Regions from separate parts of the Mus musculus genome. Here regions 1, 2, 3 and 5 are each linked to region 4. The links are chromatin contacts, called in public HiCAR-type and promoter capture Hi-C maps. All regions are on one chromosome and are shown on one strand. The core of a region is the stretch at or near the end of the contact, and the rest is flanking DNA. Distances in the headings are between cores, read along the strand shown. Region 1 holds the start of 9130401M01Rik (RIKEN cDNA 9130401M01 gene). Region 2 holds the start of Deptor (DEP domain containing MTOR-interacting protein). Region 3 holds the start of Dscc1 (DNA replication and sister chromatid cohesion 1). Region 4 holds the start of Has2 (hyaluronan synthase 2). Region 5 holds the start of Derl1 (Der1-like domain family, member 1).

Region 1 (2,700 bases), core at 89-2,588, 1.3 Mb after region 4:
TCTCTCACCCACACACAAATAAATGAACGTGGTTTTAAAAAATAAAAGTTGTAATGATCACATGTCTATACATGTCAATGACAGATTTAAAAAATAAATAAAAGCACACGGTTTCAACCACAGTGAAGTTATTGGAAATGACATCACCAAGTGCAGTCCAGTGACTCTTAAAGTGCTATCTGCTTTCTTTTAGAGCAATTGAGAGTGAATAGGGACTGACAAAATTGTGCACAAGACGTAGGAAACTGTGATTATGGCGATGGTCCTATTATAAAAATGCTACAAAGGCACACAGAGCACAGGAAATTTTAACTGGAGTCAGGTTTCTGTGCATCCCAGACAAAGATTTGGAGGATCTGAGGACACATCTGTAAGACGACCTCTTCTGATGTAAACCCACTGGACATAAGGTGAGATCCAGATGTAACTACCAAGAAAGAATTAAAAAAAAAGGATGAAAAGCATTCTGCATGCCCAATTTTCCAGCCCCAAAGAAGCATCTCCTATTCTCTTTTACAATAAAACCTGCTGAGGCTGAAGAAAGTCTCTAAATTCTGTTGACTCAGTACAGTTAACATTGTAATAGCTTGGTTGTATTCTGAGAAATACACTTCACTGAGTATCAAGGCTCATCATAAGCGTGCTAAATTAGTGCCTCTCCTTCTACTGGGCCATCACAGTAAGAAAAACTTTGTTCTATTCTTTAAACACTGGGTCACTCGAGACGAGGTATTTGAGCCACCGTTAGGTTCGGCACTCTGCAACCATTTAGTCACATAGCTAGCCATCCCAACTCAACAATAACATATCCAAGTCTCAATACATTACTAGGAAATGATGAAACATAATTAGCTTGGAACTATTTTATTCTTCTAGGCAGCCAGCAGGCCTGCAAGGATGCTACGGCGGAGCACCTGGGCGGGGCTGGAGGCAGGAAGGGGGCGTGTGATGCTAGCCCGGGCCCGCCTGCAGGACACGTGGGTTGAGGGTGGGGGACGGAGACAGACAACCCGAGGGTACAAGAGTGAAGTCGCCGTGCTTGGTTGCAGGGCGGGTGGACAGTGACGGTGGTGGGCCTCGCCGCAGGCCGGCTCCAGAGCGGAGCGGCAAGAGGGGCAGCCGTCTCACCTGCGGCTCGCAGAGCTTGGCGCGGTAGGGGGAGGGCGGCTCGGGCCGGCGCTCCGGCCTCTGCTCGAACACCGAGTCCTCAAATTCGCCGCCCAGCACCCAGCATCCGGTCTCCATCGCGCGGAAGTGCAACTGGACCTCGAAACGAGGCGACACCTAGAGCGACGCCCATCACCCAGCCTCCAAAGCGCGCGACAGCAGCCGCGCCAAGGCTGCCGAGGCAAGGTAGAGTGTAGAGCGGCACCGGCGCGCCGCCCACACGGAAGCGGTGGGTTGTCGGCCGGAGCGTTGCATTCTGGGAGTGGTAGTCTTTCAGCGGCTGGGGATTTCCGTGGTGGAGCAGAAATTCTTGCCTGACTCCAGGGCCTCCTAAACCACCCAACAAAGGTTTTGACCTCTTTGTGTCTAGAGCTGGATAGAGTGAGTTCCTCCTGAGTACCTCGAATAGTCGTGGTCTCTGGAGAGCCAGTTAACTTGGTAAGTATCAGCTTTAAACCACTGACAGTATTCTCCCCATTTTATTTTGCATTTTATTTCTAAAATTTCTTTCCCAATAACTGTGAGAAGAGCCCGGTTATTCTTATCTTGTAAAAGGAGATACTGGGCTTGAAGAAGTCAGGTAACTTGTTCAAAAGCCCAGGGTCTCTGAAGAAGAGACCAGAACTCTTCACGCATTTACTAAAAAAACTAGACATCACAATTTAAAGACTTGGATCAAGGCTAGCAGAATTTTGAGACTTTCAAGAAACGTTTTGACTCTAGAATGTAAAGGTCGTGGACAAAACACTGGCTTGTGTTATAGAGCACTAATGTGGAGCTAGTAATAAAGCTTTTCTATTTGCCCTCACACTTGCTCCTCTTCCACCAGTTGCTTCCAGGGTTTTTCCTTCAGCCCTATTTTCTACTCTACAGACTCGTACAGGGCAACCCAAACCACCTCCCCGGATTTCAAAATTCATCTGCCCTTGGCTCACCAAATGTGGAACTCAGTGCATATTCAATAGCCTCATTGGAAGAGTCCACGCAGGGAGCCTCCAGGCAGTAGCTACTGTGGGATCCATCCAGAGAAGTTCTTTTTTAATACCTGGGGTTTTTGTTTTGTTTTCTCATCAGAAATGCAATACTTCTTATTAAGAAAAATTCAGATATTATAGAGAATTATAAGAAAAGTTCCTAATATCACCAGGAAAAAAATAATGTCCTAAAAAGGGCTATACTTGCCCTAATCCCAGTATGCCCTGTCTATGCCCAGAACTGTGTCAGCACAGTACTGAAGGACTGCAAGAGCCACGTGTGTGTGGCTCTGTTGCCTTGGCTCGCTAGCTGTGTGACCCAGTCTATAAAATGGGTATTGATTAAAATAAGGCACACAAAGCTTTAGAGGTGAAAGGGGTGTCATGGGTGTATTCAAGATCTCTGCTCCAGGAGCGGAGGAAGAGCAGAGCAAAGGCGGGCAAGGAGGAGTTCTTCCAGCTTTTTCTTTATGAAAGATATTTGATCTCAGAATGTCTTCCCTCCTGCTCAGGCCTGCTAGCTCTAGCCTCCTGCCCAACAACTGAACCAGAGCGTGTG
Region 2 (2,700 bases), core at 169-2,668, 1.6 Mb before region 4:
GGTTTGATGCTATCCTGGGCTACACAGCAAGATTCTACCCCAAACAATAGTTTTGTTTACCAGAGAATGGACCTTGCAAAGTACTAAATGCTCTACTTTTGTGACCCTAGCAGGTTCAGAGCCTAGTCTTCAGGAATGTCAAGTAACATTCACAGCAGCATATGTTTTGTTATATACTGACACTTCCTGAAGATTGTGACAGTTATCGTAGACACAAGTACCTGTATCTTCCAAAAGGCAAATCCAAAGATACTTCAACAAATGTGTATGGCCGCGGAAGCCATGACTTCCCAGTCAAGCTATGTTGAAGTTTACAAACTAAAAACGAAGAGACACAGTGATGACTTTTAATGAACATGGTAGACCAGCTCGGCCATTCAAATATGTTTAACCTCCTCCTCTTTCTCCTCCTCCTCCTCACCCCCCCCTCCTCCTCTTCTTCTTTTAAAGATTTATTTATTTTATATGTGTGAGTACACTGTCGATGTGGCTGTCTTCAGACACACCAGAAGAGGGTATCAAATCCCATTACAGATGGTTGTGAGCCACCATGTGGTTACTGGGATTTGAACTCAGGACACCTGGAAGAGGAGTGAGTCAGTGCTCTTAACAGCTGAGCCATCTCTCCAGCCCCTAACCTGCTCTTCTAACGGTTTATTGTATTGCTTGCTTTTGTCAGTTAAGCTGTTTTTGGTTTTAGTTTGTTTTATGAGACAAGGTATCTTCTTATCCCAGTCTGGTCCAAACTCATGATCATCTTCTGAAGTTCTGGGAACATAAGTGTGTCGCCATGCCTGCCAAGATAGAGTTGTTTTAAAAACATAACCTAAAACTGAGAATGCTCTTGCCTGCTTGCCTGAGACAAGTTACCTCACCCCTCCGAGTTGCCTTCCCGACGTAAAAGGAATGATATGGGAAACACAAGAGGGTAGCAATTTATCTAAAACATCTTTAATGCAGCAGATGTGGACAAGTGATAGCTACAACTAGTGTAAAAAAGGGATTAAGAGCATTTAGGTAGGAAACCAAAGTAATGAAGCCAGGTTCTTAGTCTTTTTGAACCGCAGGGCAGGATCCTTTATTGACTCCACCATAGGGTAGTAGTAGATGGTCTATAGGGAAAGGGATCAGGTAGCCTGAAATGCCCTTCAGCAATATCCTCAACTGCTCCGTTTTTGAGTAATCTGTTCTCATTTTTATTCTCTACAACTCTAGTATGGAAAATGGAGAAAAACTGCAACATTCCCCAGCATGAGTTTGGGAGTGAAAAAGGAAATATAAAAGAGGAGCGAAAGGCTCAACCTCCTGCAAAAACTCAGGGCTCAGAGCTCCGCCCCGATGTTTTTATTTTTCTCCTTGTCCCCGCCCCCCGACCATGAGAGAGCCCAGGCCACGCCCCCAAGCCGAAGTTCCAGACCCGGACTCGCCGACTTCTCCTGCTTACCCGCAGGGATTCCCTCACCAGCCAATCGCGTCTGAGCCACGGCACCGCCCGGAACAAAGATGGCCGGGGCGGCCTCGGGGAGGGCACATTGATCCAAACGCCAGGCGCACCCGCCGGGACAGCAAAGGCAGAGTGGCAACCGCGCGGTCAGGAACATGGAAGAGGGCAGCAGCGGCGGCAGTGGTAGCAGCGACAGCAACGCCGGCGGGAGCGGCGGGGTGCAGCAGAGAGAGCTGGAACGCATGGCTGAAGTCCTAGTTACGGGAGAGCAGCTCCGGTAAGGAAAGGCACTCAGTAGATGGGCTCTCGATTGCCCTATGCCCGCCGCGGTCCGGAGCGCACACGCCATCTGGCTCGTGGCAGGCGTGTCGCGCGGGGCGTAGGGACAGTTGCGAGCGAGTGGGATGGTTGGGTCGCGCTGCACGGGTGCCTGGCTACTGCAGCCCGGAGGCTAGCAGCTTCAGCCAGGCTGCGGGGACCGATGCCGGGAACGCGCGGTGCAGGCTGCGCCCTAGCTGGACTGCTGCAGCCATGCGTCCCTCCGACTCGCCACCACTCAGTGCGTGCAAACCCCCTTGCCAGGTGTTCCTGATGACTGTCTAGTCTGCTCGCTCCAAAAAGAAGAGATTTCGGATGGGACCCCAGTCCCTGCGCTTCCAGATAGAAGGCTCCAGCACCCATGAGTGCCTTCGGTTCAGCTTTCCTTTTTTTCTAGCAAGACATGCTTCCCTCATTGGAGCTTCAGGTTACTTTTATGTAAAACCTGGAGCATATCTGCGAGTGCTTTGACGGGTTGCTTCTCTTCCAAAACCTTTCCCAGTTCTTTACCTATCCCTTGATTGGCACACTTGGTTTCAGGTGTCACTTGGGTCCGCAAGGGGGCGTGAAAGTACCTTGTTCAGTGCCCACGTTTGGGACCCCGGAGTTGGCCCACCGCCGCGCACTTTTCCTAGAATTACCACTTTCCCATCTCACAGATCCAGGAACAAGCACTTACCCCCAGGGCTCTTTTGACATTCCCATCGCTTCCTGTTCCTTTTTCTTGGGCATATGCTTAAGACTTGTGCTTCCGCAGCTGCCTTGATATTGGGGGTTGTAAATCAGATTGCCACTCCAAATGAATCCGGCTCTGCCAGAACTTGAACCGCGAGCCCAGTCCCACCTGAAAGAAGTGTGCTAGCTCCCTCTAGCTCTTGGCTTGATTTTTCCGGCTTATTTCGGTTTCTAGATGGCTGTTTCCAGACTGGAAGGAGAGT
Region 3 (2,736 bases), core at 202-2,701, 1.6 Mb before region 4:
GATGTGTCTGCTATCTTCAGGTCGTAGGTTTTGTCTTTACTGCACAACACAGCCTGTTCATCCTTATCTCCTCTAATCACAAAGCTACAGGCAAATGGAGGGGGGGGGTAAAGACATGGCTTATTGAGACTCTAGTGGATAGCTCACTTTAAATAACTCCCAAATCGGGGACTAGAGAGATGGCTCAGCGATTAAGAGCACTGACTGCTCTTCCAGAGGTCCTGAGTCCTGAGTTCAAATCCCAACAACCACATGGTGGCTCCCAACCACCCATAAGAGATCTGATGCCCTCTTCTGGGGTGTCTGAGGACAGCTACAGTGTACTTACATATAATAAATAAATAAATCTAAAAAAAAAGAAAGAAAGAAAGAAAAAATAAGTCCCAAATCCTGTGGCTTCTAGATTTAAAATTAAACCTTGGGAGTGTGGTGCTTTGAAAGAGGACCCCGCCCCCAAACACAGGCTCAGACATTTGAACACTTAGTCCCCAGTCCACAGCCCTATCTGAGGAGGGGTTGGGAGGTGTAGCCTTACTGGAGGAAGTATGTCACTGAGGGGGAGCTCTGAGAGTAAGAGCCTTGCCCACTTGCAGTTCAGTCACTCAGCTTTGTGCTTGCCATAAAAGACATGATCTCAGCCTAGGATTTAAAATCCAAGGTCTTGGCAGCAACTTTGTAGTTGACCCGGAATTAAAAACAGATCCAGATCTTCAGTAAGTGACCCCAACCAACCCCCGGGCTACACGCAGCAGTCTGCATTAGGCTTTAAACTTCTGTCTCGTTTGTCCCATCTGCGGTTCAAGGAGAAGAAACCCAAGTGGCAAGCCAAGAACTCTCTCTACAGGCACTGCTACTACATTCTGAGATTGAACGAGTGTTTCTGTGGAGTACTTGGCATCAGTACTGAGCCCTCCAAAGCTCCCTGGAGCTTCCTTCTTGACACTCCCCCGCTGACACCTGGCTCTAAATTCCCTGGAGTCCTGCTAACAAGGCAGTCTAGCAAATGCTGAATCCTCCTGACAGATGACAGCAAGCTGAGGACCCGCCCATCGGCCTGTACGGGCCCAATCAAAGCAACTCTCTGCACCAGTTCCTCCTTCCGAGTTCCCCGGGCTACGCCGGGCGGGTAGGCGGCCTCTTTGAGGCCGGGGAATCGGCGCTCCCGAGCCCCACCATCCCGGCTCACCTGTCCCCGGCCTCCAGCTGCTGGCACAGTGCTGGTTCCAGCTCCAGCAGGCAGAAGTCGCCGGTGGCCGCGCCGCCGGTCCCGGAGCTGAAGCTCAGGCAGTGCACCGTGGGCAGCAGCTCGGTGGCGTTCAGCTTGGCAACCTGCAGCGTCGCGTCCACTTCCTCGCGGGTCCTCCGGGAAGCGCTCGGCGGGGACATCTCGCAGCACGGAGAGGGGTGTGTCCTCGACCTAAACTCCCGGGACTTCAAAAGCGCGCCAAATCCGCCCGAGCCGACTTCCGGGGCGGGACGGGGCGTGTCCCGAGGAAGTCGGAAAGTATCTGGACTCGCGAGTCCTTCTGCAGCCCACTGACAGCGTGCAAGTCCCCGGTTGCTGGGGAGAAGCACGGTTTCCCCCATGAGGACTCCAGGAAGGTCCTGTTAGCAATTCTGGGTCCCCACGGGGCCAAGCACGGCTCTTGCACTCACCCCTTCCGCCACCCTGTGCCCACCCCCTTCTTTCCCGCCAAAGCTCCTTTTCCTCGCCTGCTGCGGTGGGTCCCGTGATGAGCTATGTCTGTGCAGAATTTCATTAAGCCGTTAAAACAACCCAGTAAGGCAGGATCCTGTCGATCCTGTCATGCAGAAGCGAGCAGAATGCTTGCCAATGGTGGCGCAGCCTTGAGATGGCAAAGTCTGAATCCAGCTTGATGTATGTATGGTGGTTCCAAAATAGCCTGCCCAGTGTTGTGCAGGACCAAGAACCAGATCCTGGCAGAATAAGATGTCATTTGTTTGGACTTCGAGACCATCCTAGATGGAAGGTAGCTTGCCTCCCGTTCGTTAAATACTTCATTTGTGCTAAGTGGCGCTTGAGACTTCTACACAGAAACAGCCCGCCTGGTATGCTCCTGGGAGAGTCTGGCTAACTCAGCATTACAGGGTGTGATGTTTTCTTGACCAAAGTTTACAATGACGTGAAACTGTTTTAAGATGAAAACCCATTCATAGACTCACATCCATGCACCTGAAACTGATGTGCGAGCTCTCTAAGGGATGCTGCCGGCAGACCCCTGCAGACTGGCCACCCATAAAAGTTGAAACAGTAAGAGGAATAATTGTCTTCAGAGAGGGTGGTTTCTCACTCCTTCCTGTAAAACAAACAAATGAATAAATAAAAAGGGAGGCCAAGGTGACCCCAGTCCATCAGGTTAAAAACCGACATGAGCCAGGTAGTGCTGGCACCATACCTTTAATCCCAGCACTCAGGAGGCAAAGGGAGGACCTCTGAATTCTAGACCAGCCTGGACTATAGAGCAAGTTCCAGGACAGCCAAGGCTACACAGAGTAACATTGTCTAGAAAAACAACAAGCAAAAACATCTGAGTTGCCAAAGGGTAGTTTAGTTCCAGCACTCAGGAGGCAGAGGCTGGCGGATCTGAGTTCGAGGCCATTCTGGTCTACATAGTGAGCTTCAAGCCAGTCAAGGCTAAATAGACCCCCCCCCTCTCTCTCTCTCTCACACACACACACACACACACACACACACAAAACAAAAAAAAACAAAAA
Region 4 (2,700 bases), core at 128-2,627:
GCCGGCCGGCCAGCGCAAGGAGGGATGCGCGCTCTCTTCTCTCCCCCAGCGGCGAATGCCTGCGTGAGGGACCCCTTGCCCCAGGAAAGGCTTTCTCGGGGTGGCTGTGCCCGGATGCTCGCTGCCTGACACTTTAATGGAGTTTGGAAACTGCAAAGGAGTGGAGGCCCGGGAAAAGGGGGGAGTGGCTGAACCAGGATGGTAGCGCGAGGAGGTGGCGCAGGACTTTCCTTGGGGTCTCTTCCAGCCTAACGTAGCTGGAAACCCGGATCGTTTAACCCTTTCAGTCTAAGCCAAAATTGAGCGGTTTTGTTTGTACCCCCACCTCCACCCCCGCACAGAACTGTGCCAGGGTGTCCAGCCCACATACTGGTGGGAGGTGAGGGAGAAAGAAGGGAAGGGTAGGAAGGTAAGGACAGTTGTGGGATGAATTTTCCGTACACAGTGGAAATCCTTGTTTTCTGACTCCGGAGCCCCTTTGACGCTCGGGAAGATGCCCAGTGGAAAAGTACACCCCGGGACAATCAGCTTTCCTTGGCCACGCAAGTTACCTGTGCGCCCAGAGAGGCAGCGGATTTCACCGGATGATTAAAACCCAGGGTATGCTGCGAGACTTGATAGTGATTGGCAATATTCCCTCATGGGCAGTTTGTTGCGGGGGGGAGGGGGGGGAGTTGGGGGACACTTCAGACCTCAAATGTTTCTATAGAAACTAGGGGGTTTTTGTTGTTGGTTTTTTTTTTAAAGCTCTGTTGATAATTTCTTCTCTGCCCCCAATCTATCTAGGGAATTCAAAGTTCACCCAAACGCGTCTGTATAACGTACCTTGTTCAGCTCCTGCTCATAGACTCGTCCTCCGCCTGTCTGTGTGGTCCCGGAGGGTCGTGGAAGGAAGTTTCCAAAATTGAGGTAATAAGAAATCAGATGAATTTGAGACGACCGGCCAAAAAAAATAAGAAATTTAAAAACAACATTTAAAAAAAAAGATGGGGGAGCCTTAAATGCTTGGTTCTCCCCTCTTTGAGAAGAAATTTCACTAATATTCTCTTTTATTATTTCCGCTGCACTTAAGTCTTCTAATTCTTTTTGTTAAATGTGCTTTAAAAATAAATTAACTTTTCCCCCTGTTTTGCTATTTGCTCCAATCCCCTTCCCTCCGACGACACAAAATCTCTTTTCACATCAACCTACAAGCCGGGTCAAGACTCAGCAGAGTCTAGCAAGAGCAGAATGAAGAAGTCTTTGGCTGGTTCAAGTCCCCCGTTCAATGGGCTGCTCGAAGCCAGGACTGGGTAATTCTTTCCAGACGCCTTGACTTCTCCTTCTTCTTCGCTGTGGTTGCCTTTCTGCCTCCTCCAACTTAAGGGGGTCTTAACAAGTGAGCCGGTGGGTGTTTTAATAGGACGGAGGAGGGAGTGGGGGTGAGGGGAGTGGAGGAGGGAGGTGTAGACTGGGGAACCCGGAGGGGAGGGACTGGGCGGGATGGGAGGCGGGGAGGAGTGGGGGGAAGAGAGAGAAATTGGCCATTCAAAGCCCTCTCTGAGCTAGAGGCCGCTTCTAAACTCCAATGAATTCAATTAACTTGATTGTTAACGTGTGCTGAGAAACGCGGAGCACAGATGCTGACCACCGCCTGATACCTCTCCTCAGGCAGTGACCGCGGAGCGGGCAGCCCTGCTCTGCAAATATTGCTGAAGTCTGTCTGCGTTACAAGGATTCCCTCGACTTGATAAACTCCCCGTTGCATATAAATGATTTTAAGGCCAAACGGTTCTCTTAGGCTAAATCACTGCTCTTGGCGGAATACTGACTCTGTGTGTGTGTGCGCGTTGTGTGTGTGTGTGTGTGTGTGTGTGTACGTCCGTGCTACCTAGTTTGCTCCACAAATGGCCTAGGACGCTAAAAAGAGCGACTAGTTTGCCATTTGTTAACCCTTTCTTCCTCCCAGCTCTAAACTTTCTAAGCAAAAGGCAAATGTCAACGTCTCCCCCCCCCCCCCCCCGCAGTTTTCGCTGTGGGTGGGCTGGACACTGAAATGAGGAAAATTTTTAAATTTCTTTTTTTCTCATGATTCTCAGACATGAAAACATACAAAAGATTCTCGATTGGAAGTTTATAATAATGATGATAGCAATAAACCTGAGAAAGTGTACGGAAGCAGTCATCTCGTAAAACATCTGAAATTACTTTTGCCTCTTGACAGCCTTTTACTTAATGTTTTCAAAATACCATTTTAAAATTTCAATGACGCCAAGACTGGAGAGTTTTCTTTCTCGGGTTTTTTTTTTTTTTTTTTTTTTTTTTTTTTTTTTTTTCAACCTTAGGGCATCCGCGCCCTTTTCCCTTGATCCTTGCGGTCCCCGCCCCTGCCCCCACCCAAAGGAAAAGGTAAAAGGAAAAAAAAACTCAGAGAGCTACAATGGACACTAGGTGGCGCTGTTTAGGAAAAAATGAAAGCGGATTTACGCAGTAAGGCTAAAACTGAAATCTGCTAAAACCTTACTTGCCTTTTACTTCCTTTTCTGTTCTTCCCCACCCATCCCCTCCTTTCTTTTATTTCCCTTCTTCGTGCTCTTGATGTGGGCTTCGTTTGAGTTCTACCGCATCTTGATGCTGTATGGTATATGTGTTTCGGATAAGATCGGAATATAAATTTGGGCAATAGTTAAAGGTCAGACAAAAAGAGAAAAGTGGAATAAA
Region 5 (2,700 bases), core at 2-2,501, 1.2 Mb after region 4:
TTGATTATATGTCTACTGGTCACCAGGTGGTGATTTCCACCACTACAATAAAGATACTCACATATCCGACAGTCTCCCATTCATGTGTTTATGCCCCTTGTATGATAAAGATCTAAGTCCAAGGGATGGACTACAGAGGATCCTATAACGGACTCCAAGAGCATATCCCAACATCTGGGTGAGGAAAATGAGAAATCAGCAAAGGAGACGAGAAAATAACATCCAGTGGAAAGTAGAAAGAGAAGGCTAAGGAATGTGTGGAAATCCAGATCTAATATAATCTGAGCGTCCCCTGATTAAATTTTTATATCACAGAATCAATAAAAATAACCTCTAGGAAACTAACATTCTTTGGCTTAGAATGATAATCTTGACTAATATCCTTAATGCTTAAGAAAATTAGTATCTCCCGTTTCCTGAGTAGTTTATTCATTCACTGGTAACATTTAACGGCTATATGCCAGGTGATCGGATAGGGCCCGTAGGAAATACAGATAAATTAATTCTTATTAATATCTGCCTTTACACCACTGCTTTAGGGAGGAGAGAGAAACTGTAAACACGCTAACAACCCACGCAGAATTATGTCAAGTAGACACCACTGATTAAGATGGCATCGCCACCCACGACATAGATAGAAGGAGGGAGGAAGACATTCAGGTAGGTGGGCCCAATTTGCCAACAGAATGGCAACTTACCTCTCACTTCAGAGTGCGGAAGGCGGGAAGTACAATCTTGCCAGACAGGTATTGTGAGTCACGTCCTAGCAGGCCAGTCCGCGACTCTAAATTATCTAAGCCTTAACACTCGACCCCAGGACCTCCCGGGACCCAAAGGACCCCAGCCTTAAACCCCTGGAGGCGGACGCACTACAGATCCCACCAGCCCCAGCGCGCCCCGCAGCCCGGCGAACCCGTTCCGTAGCCGCGGGGACACCTGGGGGCTGTAGTCTCCACCGCCCTACGCCAGCTACTACCTGGAAGCGATAGAGGAAGGCTTCGGGCCAGAGGAAGAAGTAGGCCGGGCTGATGATGCCGAGCTTGCCGATCAAGGGGACAGCAACGGTGGCAGCAAACCAGTAGCGCGTGATGGCCGGGATGCTCCTGAACCAGTCCCCGATGTCCGACATGGTCGCCCGTCAGGTGACCGGCTGCGCAGCGCCGCGCGTCCTCCCGTGCCCACCCCGCGCTCCGCGGCCGGCTTGGCCAGGGAAAGTGGAGGCGCAGCCGCTGTGCAGGAGGCGGAGACCGACGGACGTGGCGCCACCGAATTCGGACAAGCTAGGCAGCGATCACAAGAGAAACTTCCCCTTCCGGTGGCCGCGGTCCACGTGACCAGAAGTGTCCCGGCGGCTTAAAGGGCCAGTGCCGTTTTTGCAGCTCAGTACCGGGACTCGACGTCCTGGGGTGGGGCCAAGCAGGAGAGGCGGGGCGACGACGGCAAGGCTAGTAGGAAACAGTGGTTACCCAGAGCAACGGCCAGTCTTGCAAACCAATGGGGAAGCTACATGCCCTAGTTCTCCCCGGAGTTGTAATCGGAGTAGTGCCTCTTGAAGAGTATTTATTTAAAGGGAAAGGAAGAGATAGCGCATATAGTTCCTCATTTAGTCACAGCTTCAGGCAAATTTTTAGACACTGGGGATGCAGCTGCGGCTGTGAGCACGGTAGCGGTACCTGAACTTTGCAGTCTCAGGGTAGACAGAAAAGCAAATGAGTTATGAAGAAGAATTTCAGAGGATACGGGAAAAGATTAGGATGATGGGGGGGCTAGAGTGGCAGCGGAGGACTGGGAAATCTTGAGACGCATTTGAGACCGCATTTATAATTGGACATGATCTGGTTCATTGGGGGGCTTTAAATTAGAAATGAAGATGGTTGTTTTAAACAAATGGTGGAAAGATACCGATTTCACTAGAACTTTTATTCAGTTGCTGGTTTTTGTTGTTGTTGTTTTGGTTTGGTTTTGTTTTTTTGAAAATATGGTTTAGGATCAGTAAAACTTTCCGTAAAGAACATAGGTGTAAACTGACCTGTAGTAAACTAAGTATCTGAACTTACTGCAATCAAAGAGATTGCTCACCAAAGAACCCTGGACCCATTTCTCTAAACAAAATCCAAAATCATCATTATTGGATGGTGGAGGGAGAGGAACTGTCGGCCAAACTGGAAGAGGCAGTGCGTTGTAAACACAGAGCTGAGGTGTAACATAATTACCATCAGGTCTGGACAATAAGAAAAGAAACAGACTCGGTGTTCTCAGATCGGGAAAAAAAAATTCCTCAAACTTAAAAAATGTGAAATTTGGGCTCTGGAAAAAAAAATTATTTAACGTTGTAAAGGAATTGAAAATCTTAGGTCCAAGTGGCCCACGTGACTCACATCCTCCAGGCAAAGACGAGGTCCATGTGCATTTCCACATACTTTCCAGTGCTCCATTATTTCAAACACTCTAGAAACACTGGCGTTTATACTGTGACAAACCACTTCTTAGCAGTACCTAATGTTGTGAAAGTCACTTCATCTCTCTTTGGGGTCCTTGCCTTTAGAAGGACCTGGTAACTGGACGGTAGAGATGGCTCACATGGGAATGCACCTCAAAATGAGACATCCACATAAAAGCCTAGGAAGGAGTCCAAGGTAGATGTGGGGGAACAGGCAACCCCACACTCAGAAAGCTTGAGAGCAAGAGTTTCAGGACATC

Evidence for each region. Promoter capture Hi-C pulls out the DNA fragments that hold promoters and counts their contacts. HiCAR-type assays count read pairs that join an accessible place to other places.
Region 1: a contact with region 4 is called in a promoter capture Hi-C map of cranial neural crest. The contact joins the promoter of 9130401M01Rik here to the promoter of Has2 in region 4. A contact is called at or near these places in 2 of 39 promoter capture datasets (the 3T3-L1 cell line and cranial neural crest).
Region 2: a contact with region 4 is called in a HiCAR-type map of astrocytes, with 2.6 times the contacts expected there. The contact joins the promoter of Deptor here to the promoter of Has2 in region 4. A contact is called at or near these places in 3 of 39 promoter capture datasets (embryonic stem cells, hippocampal neurons and stem cell-derived epiblast-like cells) and 1 of 115 datasets of contacts at active chromatin or transcription factors (astrocytes).
Region 3: a HiCAR-type map of astrocytes shows a contact between it and region 4, with 4 times the contacts expected there. The contact joins the promoter of Dscc1 here to the promoter of Has2 in region 4. A contact is called at or near these places in 3 of 39 promoter capture datasets (embryonic stem cells, hippocampal neurons and stem cell-derived epiblast-like cells) and 1 of 115 datasets of contacts at active chromatin or transcription factors (astrocytes).
Region 5: a contact with region 4 is called in a HiCAR-type map of astrocytes, with 3 times the contacts expected there. The contact joins the promoter of Derl1 here to the promoter of Has2 in region 4. A contact is called at or near these places in 3 of 39 promoter capture datasets (3T3-L1-derived adipocytes, cranial neural crest and hippocampal neurons) and 1 of 115 datasets of contacts at active chromatin or transcription factors (astrocytes).

The regions. Positions count from the first base shown.
Region 1 is chr15:58,032,956-58,035,655 of GRCm38.p6, forward strand. It overlaps 9130401M01Rik (RIKEN cDNA 9130401M01 gene), which reads right to left and starts at 1,339. Exons shown (of 6, transcript NM_029418.4): 1 at 1,129-1,339. The coding sequence starts at 1,245.
Region 2 is chr15:55,110,899-55,113,598 of GRCm38.p6, forward strand. It overlaps Deptor (DEP domain containing MTOR-interacting protein), which reads left to right and starts at 1,419. Exons shown (of 9, transcript NM_145470.3): 1 at 1,419-1,721. The coding sequence starts at 1,600. It overlaps Gm9920 (predicted gene 9920), which reads right to left and starts at 2,684. Exons shown (of 5, transcript NR_045093.1): 1 at 2,442-2,684; 2 at 1,445-1,698; 3 at 222-318.
Region 3 is chr15:55,089,040-55,091,775 of GRCm38.p6, forward strand. It overlaps Dscc1 (DNA replication and sister chromatid cohesion 1), which reads right to left and starts at 1,452. Exons shown (of 9, transcript NM_183089.3): 1 at 1,187-1,452; 2 at 1-84. The coding sequence starts at 1,386. All of the region lies in intron 2 of Gm41325 (a long non-coding RNA gene), which reads left to right.
Region 4 is chr15:56,693,169-56,695,868 of GRCm38.p6, forward strand. It overlaps Has2 (hyaluronan synthase 2), which reads right to left and starts at 1,378. Exons shown (of 4, transcript NM_008216.3): 1 at 826-1,378. Has2os (hyaluronan synthase 2, opposite strand) reads left to right here. Exons shown (of 4, transcript NR_002874.2): 2 at 446-600; 3 at 787-909; 4 at 1,195-1,292.
Region 5 is chr15:57,891,167-57,893,866 of GRCm38.p6, forward strand. Derl1 (Der1-like domain family, member 1) reads right to left here and starts at 1,252. Exons shown (of 8, transcript NM_024207.4): 1 at 977-1,252. The coding sequence starts at 1,129.